Regions from separate parts of the Mus musculus genome. Here all the other regions are linked to region 1. The links are chromatin contacts, called in public ChIA-PET and Hi-C maps. All regions are on one chromosome and are shown on one strand. The core of a region is the stretch at or near the end of the contact, and the rest is flanking DNA. Distances in the headings are between cores, read along the strand shown.

What was found. Hi-C and Micro-C count contacts between places; a contact is called where the count stands out from the background. ChIA-PET counts read pairs in DNA pulled down with a chosen protein or histone mark.
Region 2: a Hi-C map of double positive thymocytes shows a contact between it and region 1, with 2.4 times the contacts expected there. The contact joins two enhancer-like sites. A contact is called at or near these places in 6 of 484 Hi-C or Micro-C datasets (CD4 T cells, double positive thymocytes, embryonic stem cells and 2 more) and 3 of 115 datasets of contacts at active chromatin or transcription factors (bone marrow-derived dendritic cells, bone marrow-derived macrophages and memory CD8 T cells).
Region 3: an RNA polymerase II ChIA-PET map of memory CD8 T cells shows a contact between it and region 1, with 17 read pairs. The contact joins two enhancer-like sites. A contact is called at or near these places in 1 of 484 Hi-C or Micro-C datasets (B cells), 1 of 115 datasets of contacts at active chromatin or transcription factors (memory CD8 T cells) and 1 of 9 other capture datasets (liver).

Annotation. Positions count from the first base shown.
Region 1 is chr15:96,777,091-96,779,887 of GRCm38.p6, reverse strand. No RefSeq gene overlaps it. Among named protein-coding and RNA genes, the nearest start is that of Gm32564, 40 kb to the left of the region's middle. Within about 2 kb of position 1,422, at least 72 of the 459 cell types and tissues checked have an H3K27ac peak or open chromatin away from gene starts, as enhancers often do. A contact at or near this core is called in double positive thymocytes and memory CD8 T cells, where this site is marked.
Region 2 is chr15:96,541,802-96,544,598 of GRCm38.p6, reverse strand. No RefSeq gene overlaps it. Among named protein-coding and RNA genes, the nearest start is that of Gm32406, 36 kb to the right of the region's middle. Within about 2 kb of position 1,353, at least 101 of the 459 cell types and tissues checked have an H3K27ac peak or open chromatin away from gene starts, as enhancers often do. A contact at or near this core is called in double positive thymocytes and memory CD8 T cells, where this site is marked.
Region 3 is chr15:96,565,772-96,568,568 of GRCm38.p6, reverse strand. No RefSeq gene overlaps it. Among named protein-coding and RNA genes, the nearest start is that of Gm32457, 15 kb to the left of the region's middle. Within about 2 kb of position 1,413, at least 105 of the 459 cell types and tissues checked have an H3K27ac peak or open chromatin away from gene starts, as enhancers often do. A contact at or near this core is called in memory CD8 T cells, where this site is marked.

The DNA of each region.
Region 1 (2,797 bases), core at 173-2,672:
TTCAATCAAAGATCAAAAGGGATCTCCCTGTCCTTTTTAATTACTCTGCTAAAACACGAGGGATTACAAGCCAGTCACTCAACCTGACGTGACATCCTCTGTCAAGCATCCTGCATGTCATAGAGACTTGCCTCTACCATCTACAAGGAGCAAAAGAAATTATCTGGGCTGAAGTGTGGGAACAAACTCTTGGCAAACTTAGAAATACTTTTCATGTTGTCTTAACCTGGCTGATGATTGCTTTAGAACAAGTATCCCACTGTGGCTGGACACTTGATCTGCAGGATTCCTTAAAAGAAAGGAGCGGGTGGCAAGAATGTATCAAACGCTCCACAAAGATACAAAACGTTCTGGACGTGGCCTAGCTCTCAAGGCGCTGTCAGACTAGGTAGGTCACTTAAGTGCTTCTAAAAATATGGGACAGGGTAACTTTCCTGGCCTTGCTTTCGTTAGACACTAGACCAATTAATAGACAAGAAATAGTCGTCATCAAAGTTTGCTTTGAGAAAAATTGCAATATTTGCTCAGTTTTTATTGTGTGATGCTTTTGCATGGAGTCTTCCATTCAATTTCTTTTCCTAAATTCAGTGCTAAACTGCACACCAAGGTTTGTATTTGTATTTTTTTTGAAACATTATGTATAATAGAACCATTTTCTAAATCAGGCGTTATGAGCCTTCATATTTGTTTGTTTTCCTTTGTAGTTGTAAATTTACAGTGTGTTTCTGCTAATGCTCTCAAGTATCCTAGTCTCCCCCCCCCCCGCCCCGTCCCCCACTCCACCCACACAACCCCTTTCCTAGTATGTTGACCTTACTAAATGCAAGAATATCTCTTGGAAGCTGCTTACGTCCAATAGCACTTTCTAGAATTCCACGTATCATTTGTTAAACATGCTCTTACATTCTTCTCTGCCAAAGGCTAATAGTTACAGATATAGCATTGAACAACACAGACAGTCCTGTCTCCACAGAAATGACTGCCAAAATAGATTTGGACAGGAACCCAGGGGCGCCAAACGGGAGAGCAATAGAGAATCCGGCTGTGGCCAAAGCCGAGACTTCGGCAAAAGGGGAGGCTCATCCTAGAAGCAAGAACCAGCGCGATACACAAGCTTGAGTTCTGGGCATGCGCAGTTCGCACTGGAGTTCTGAAGCACCTGGGCCTGCCTGCTCCTGTGAATGCCTGAGCATGGTGGGTGCTCATCATGCAGGGGCAATCTAATGTATTCCTTGAATAGCATCAGTAGACATAAGCCATTGCGGTCTTAAGCTTTCTATGCAGATCTGGGGGATTTTGTTTTGTTTTTCACTTAATTCTGTGCAGCGTGTGTATCTAGACAGCCAAGCCTAGCCTTAGCTCTCTGGCCCTGACCTCCACGTCTTGTACCCCAGCATGCAGATAAGCACACTGTACCCTACTTCCTGCTAGAAGCACCCCCTACTTTGATGTGGAGAGTCAGGGGAAGTGTTTCAGTTCTCGCAGTTACTAAACCGTGCAAGGGGAAATTGGTGTAAGCACACCAAAATGCTAAGTGCACCCTGGCCTGGTTGCACAGAACTCCGGCTCCGGGCAGCCATCAGGAGCGCTGTCAAGACTGTAATGCACAGGGCTCCATGTTGGAACTCTCAACCCCAGAGGCCAAGGGACCATGGAGGAAAGGTGTTTAAAGAGTGCCACCTCGTAATGAGGAGGATGAAGGGTCAGACTCCACTGTTGAAGACAAATCTTTCCACCAAGATCCGCTGCAACAAAGATGATCCAGCCCATGCCGCTGTCAAAAGGCGCGAACAGCAAATCCCTTTAAATCTACCAATCTTAGTTAGCTTTCTCTGGGGGTGTGAGTGGATACAGACCCCCAGTGAAGCCGACCTCTGCTTCTCACCCCTTATGCCATCAGGTGGACAGAATTCCAATGGGGTGAGAAGCAGAGGTCGGCTTCACCGGCAGCAAAGGATGAAGTAAGCAGAGACTAAGAAAAACATCGTTTCTGTTCTTTCTTTGTAATTCGTGGAAACCGGGAAGATCAGTAGAGCCACAGAAGACTGGCTACCACCGTGTCATTTCCATTAGTCTTTGTGTGTCAGAGTGAAGGGAAGAAGAACATCACTGTCACACTGAAAGAAAGTGGCCCATTTGTTCAACATGGCTGTCACGTCCCTCCTGACTTCTCAAGGTGGTCATAGAGTAAGCTAATTTCCATTTGGTGGTATGGAACTTTAGTCCGAGTGTCTTTGTTTTGAGCCTTGCTAGAGGCTATTTGGGGTCAGCACAGAAACATAATGGGGGGGGGGGGACTTCCTATTGTGTTTATGGAACAGTGTCCTAGAAAAGTAAATTATAAGCCAAGGAAAGAAGGACATTTTAACCCTGAAGTACAAGAAAAATTGCCACAGGACCAGCAAGACAAGTCAGAAAGTAAAGGACACTAAGGCTGGTGACCTGAAGTCAACCCTCTGGAGCCCGCATGGCAGAAGGAAGACCCATCATCACAAGTTGTCCTCTAACTTCTGCATGTGCCCTATGCTGTACAGGCCTCCCTCATCCAGTAGATCGATAAGGAAACATATTTAAAATATTTTAAATTAAAAAAAAAATCCATTGCTTCAAAGAATAGAACGGCCATTGTTGTTATGCTTATGAACTTATAGTGTAGTTTTAAAATCAGTGTTTCTTTTCTGCCTTTTCTTCTCTGAAGGCATGAAAAAAAAAAAACCCACTCATTGTACTAATTAAACCCTACCTGAAGATCTGGTTCATACTGGTTTCTATTCTTTGTAGGGGACAGGCCGAGAAT
Region 2 (2,797 bases), core at 104-2,603, 240 kb after region 1:
ATGGCTCTGATCTTCAGAGAAGGAATAACTGGTTTCCAGGGACAATCAGACACTACTTTTACTGTGCAAGGAATAGCAGGGAAAACCACTCATGTTAGAGACACAGCCTTCCATTCACAGAAACTGCTTTAATTCTGGTCTAAGAAACATTTTACCTAATTCAAATAATTCCCTGTTAATACCTTCCCCTTAAGTAGCCAGATTTGTCAAGAGTGCTATCTGAATATTATTAAATTATTGAATTCTTTGGCAGCCTTTGTGGCAATAGGTTTTTCTTTTTTGCATATGTATTTTTTGAAATTATTTTACATACAATGTATTCTGATCAGTGTTTCCTCTCCTCCAGTTCCTCCCAGCCCCCCCCAACTCCCCACCCACCAAACTCAGACCCCTTTCTCGCTCTCTTTTTAGAAAACAAACAGGCAACCCTCCCAAAAAAAAATACCAGAATGTAAAAATTTAAAAAGGGAAAAAGCACAACACACGCGCACACACAACCTTATTAAAAACAAAAAAATAAAAAACTATAATATATAAACAAAAGGTCAGTAAGAGAAAGTAACAAACAAAAACAAAACAAAACAAAAAAAAAAACAACCCACATAAGCGATATGAAACAAAAAAAAATCTGCAAAAATACCTTTTTTTACAGATACCAGTTTTTAGTACCCCAGACTGGCCTCAACCTTTTGACAATACAACTCAACTTCCTGGCAGAGTGTAGGGATTGCAGATACGCCACCGTTCCAAACAAAGCAGGAAAAGGAAAAGGACATTTTATAGAAAGGGAAATTTCCGACTTTTAAGGAGTCACTTCTGAGAATAAAACATGCAAGCGTTTACTTTTCTCTGCGTAGACTTTGACACCAAAGAGGCTAAAAGCAGAGTGACAGGCCAGCAGCTGCAGCCACGTGGTTTCAGGTAACCGCGTTCACCCAGCTGCCTAACCCTCTTCCTTGTGGCCTCAGCGCGTTTCTATTTTAAGCACGTTGGTAATTGTTTGTCTCAACCCTTCATATTTTTTCTGCAGGTCTTTTTTTTTTTTTTTTTTTTTTTTGCATCTTCGAAGGCTTCTCCTTATCTTTGTTCAGATACAAAGAGCAGCGCCTGTATTTTCATATCGCTACCCACCATCAGAATCACGCCACACGGTCCTTTTGCTGAGTACACTGCCGACCAATCACTGCAGATCGAAATAACCGAACGTTTAAAAAGCATCAGTTGAAAAGGAAGCTACAAATGGAAGTTGGATTATTTTGTTTTGTTGTTTAACAGCTTAATTTGTAGATAAAGAGTAAAGAGAGAACGCAGTAGAAAGAGTTGTAGCCTGCTCTCCTCCGTGAGAACAGCGCCACCGTCTGGATTCCCAGGGTTTGCTCAGTGAACAAATTTAGGAGGTTTGTATTCGAGTGGCGTGTAGGTAGAAAACCTAAGGTTTTGTTTTGCTTTTATATTAACATCTATCAATTCATTCATTTGCGTTTTGGGAAAAGAGTGCTTTATTATTTAAACCGTTTTCTCCCTGAGAAGTTTATAAGCTAAAAATAACAATTTTACTCTCCCTAGACAGATTTGTGTATACTGTATCTCTCAGAAATTGACTGTAGTAGTACCAGATACTTACATGGCTTCTTTTATAGGTCCTATTATTATAAAATTATTATTTCAACAGGGATTAATTTTGTATGTCCTTCCTCAGTATGTTTTCTCCAAAACTGCCTGATCGTAACTGCATGTTTATTAAGTTTGAAGTTTTGATTTTTTTCTCAACACTAGTGATTAATTAGGCTGCACAATAAAAAAAAAAATCAGTCCCATGAAACTGAAATTTTTGCCAAAAAATTCTAAGCACATAAAATCACTACTGACATCATTATACATAAGTTAATTGGAACACCAAAATATGGCACATATAAATGCATACATATGGTTCTATACAATAGTAAAAATTCTCATTAGTATGCAAAGTAATGCAAATTCTAAGCTCTTCTCAAATTGAAAGCATTATAATATTTGCCAAAATCCTTATTATTCCCATGAATGAACAGAAGAGCTTATCTGAACATAAAAAATGGCATTCGCCGCTGAACAATCGCTTTTCTTGTATTGTATTGTATTGTATTGTATTGTATTGTATTGTATTGTATTAGGATGTTTTAATCAATGGCCCTTCTTGCCATTGTTTTTCATAATCAGCCTTAACATGCTAATGTTCCATTCAGTTGCCAAAATCAGTCTCATCCTACACTGAGCCACGTGCTTCCCCTAAAGTGAAGCCAAGAACAACTGTTTCATAGAAAACAAAGGGTCAGTCCCCTCCGTGGTGGTGTAGGAGGCTGTGGGCAGACAAGCATCTTCCGGGTCTAGTCCTCCCGTTACTTTGTTTCAGTCTTAGTCTTGAAGATGTTACCCACCCGCTAGTTTACTCTGTAACCTTGTCTCCCCCCATCATTCTAACTCTACTAAGCCTATGTCCAACACTGAGCACTTACAAAGCTTGCTGTCCAGTGTGGTTCGTATCTGTTCATCCATCTCATTAGAACTGAAAGAAGTGGGTGCCATTAGTTTTCCTTTTCTGCAGCCCGAAGAACAAAGAGATGGGATCCGTTTTCCCTGAACCACCGAGTTATTAAGAGTCTGCCATGGATGCCTTAATGCTCTGCTGCTTCTCCTCTGATGTGAAATGGCGACTCACTGTGGCCTTTGATGCCGAGCACCACTTTGCATCTTACTATTGTTTAAATGCAAGCATCTTCTAAATAATGACCAAATGATTTTTGTAAGCTTTTCCTGCTCC
Region 3 (2,797 bases), core at 164-2,663, 210 kb after region 1:
AGGAAGTGCCTTTGTTAGCCTAAACAAGATTAGTGACCTGCCTTTGGAACTAGGGCACAGGTTACAGGCCTGTAAGGTTGGCTCTAGGCCAGTTTTCTTGGGCGAGCTTTGCAGGCGTTAGCTCCTTACTGTCATTACTGTCATTACTGTCAAATGGCCAGCAGTCTCCAGCATGATCTTTCGAGGCAGGCCAGGGCAACATTGCCTTGCCAAAGTAGAGGGACTCAGTCACAGTGTTCAGAGAGGACAGAGAAGTTTAATTCTGTTTTGTTGAGGAAACTCTACTGCACTGCCGTACACTGACAGCTTGAGAAGAAGGACCCATGGCTTCCTTATATAGCCATGAAATGGGGCATTAAAATCCTGTCAGCTCAGGGAAGCTTTTCTTCTCAGGTCATCCTGCCCTCTGGGATTCTGTTCTGCTGGACCTTGGGTTGTCACTTGGTGTACATAAAACTGTTGCTCCTGGATTGAAAACAGTCCCGGGCATGCTTGCTGCTGCACTGGTGCAGCCTGGGATGTGTCTAGGGGAGGTCAGCTCAGAAGCCTGTGCCCAAGTGTCTGCTCTCGGAGTGTCAGTAGTCAGTAGTTTAAGGTCCTTGGCACACCGTCCCTCTCTGTGAGATTCTGGGCAAGGCCGTGCTGTGAGGAGCCCATTATTAGCCTGTGGTCTGTAACAGCCGTGGGCAAGCTTCAGGGAGCAGAGGCCTGTGATGAAGAGACTATACCTGGGTGGCTACTTTAGTAGCTCATGACTATCTTTTTTTTTTTTCTTTTTTTGTTTTTGCTTTTTCAGACAGGGTTTCTCTGTGTAGTCCTGGCTGTCCTGGAACTCACTCTGTAGACCAGGCTGGCCTCAAACTCAGAGATCCACCTGCCTCTGCCTCCCAAGTGCTGGGATTAAAGGTGTGCACCACCACTGCCTGCTATGGCTATTATTTTATCCACCTGCCATAGGTCTTTTTAAAATAAATTTGCAAGGCTGTGTAGTGTTCCACTGGAAGGTCACCGAAAAACTGCCAGTGCCCATGCCTTCCCCCTATTTTAGTGTCTTCAAGGCTTTTCTACAAAGTGTGCATCTCCAACTCATCTGTAGAGAAGGAGAGTCTTTCTTGGTCCAAAATAGAGCTGCCTCACACAGTTCTGTGGCTGAAAAGTTCAGGGTCTGCTAGGGAGGGACTGAGGAATGCTGGGAGAACCTGGAAGCCAAGTCTACTTTGGTATGTTAAATATTCACCTCAGCTGTTTGTCCCGGGTCTGAATCCCAACAAAGGTGAGGACCCCAAGGCTCCATGAAAGGCCAGACACCTCCGGAGACTCCCATCCCCCTCGGAGCTGTTTGCTGTGCCAATGAGGAAATTACTTTTACTTTCTCGACATCTTGCACCACCGCCACCGTCTGTCTTTCCCGGATGTTGGTTTCTCTGTCTGTCCCATGCAGCAAGCTCGTGGCTCCCCTACAGGCGCACCAGCATCCCCAGGTACAGCTCCTCTGGGCTTTGAGAAGAACCTTACTCAAGGTTGGGATACCCGACTGAACATCTCAAAGCAGCACTCAGAAGGGAGCATGCCCATCTGCCGGTCCCCTCTCCGACCACAAGGAGCACTTCCGGAAGCCTCAGTCAGCCCCGCCTCCTCCAGGAGCAGGGAACAGTCAGCCCCGCCCCCTCCAGGAGCAGGGAACAGTGCACTTGCCCTCCTAGGAGAAGCTTCCTCCTTGAACTTATTCCATGCAGAACCGGGGAATGGTATTGTCACTCCTAACCAAACCTAACCCTGGGATTAGAACCCAACGAACCAAACATCTTGAGGAGGAACGGTGGCAAATAGCGGATTCTCTGCTTGCCATTGCTGGCTGTTCTTTCCCCTGTACCTGCTGGACTATGCTCCTGGGAAAGGCCCACGGGGAAGGTCACACCTCCCCCATGCCTGCGCCCATTGACTGTGCCTCCTGCACTTCCATGGTGTTGGGCTTGCAACTGAAGCCATGCAAAACCAGCTACTTGTACCATGTTTTTACGTGCGACAGCTTTTAAAATGGACTAGTGATGCAGTCCTCTTTGGTCCCGAGGCACACTTCTCTTTCCTGCCTGCGTTTGGCCTCTATGTGGAGATAGGGAGTGAGTAAAGGAAGTCTCTGAGCAGAAAGTGGCAGACATCAGTCCTTTTATGGTTAGTGAACTCATTTAACAGGCAGTACATTCAGTGGGAGTGAGTCCGCAGTGTTCTCCCATAGTTACTTTAAAGCTGTGCAGAAAGGGAAGTGGGAATCTTTACTGGTCATTGTCTGATGCTTCTTTTCCCACCTCAAACATCATCCCAGTCTCAGGGTTTTGTTGCTGTGACAAAACAACATCACCAAAAAAAGCAGGTTCAGGAGGAAAGGGTTTGTTCAGCATACACTTCCACATTGCTGCTCATCACCAAAGGAAGTCAGGACAGGAACTCAAGCAGGGCAGAAACCTGGAGGCAGGAGCTGATGCAGAGGCCATGGAGGGGTGCTGCTTACTGGCTTGCTTGCTCCTCATGGCTTGCTCAGCTTGCATTCTTCTAGAACCCAGGACCACCAGCCCAGGGATGGGCCCTCCCCTGCCTGCCTTGATCATTCATTGAGAACATGCCTTACAGCTTGAGCTCATGGAGGTATTTCCTCAACTGAAGATCCTTTCTCTGTGCAAACTCTAGGTTGTATCAAGTTGACACACAAAACCAGTTAGCATATCCCCTTAACTGCCTCTGGCCTAGTCTTTATGGACAGGGACCTTTGGAAGTCAGTGGATATTGCTGTGCAGGTATC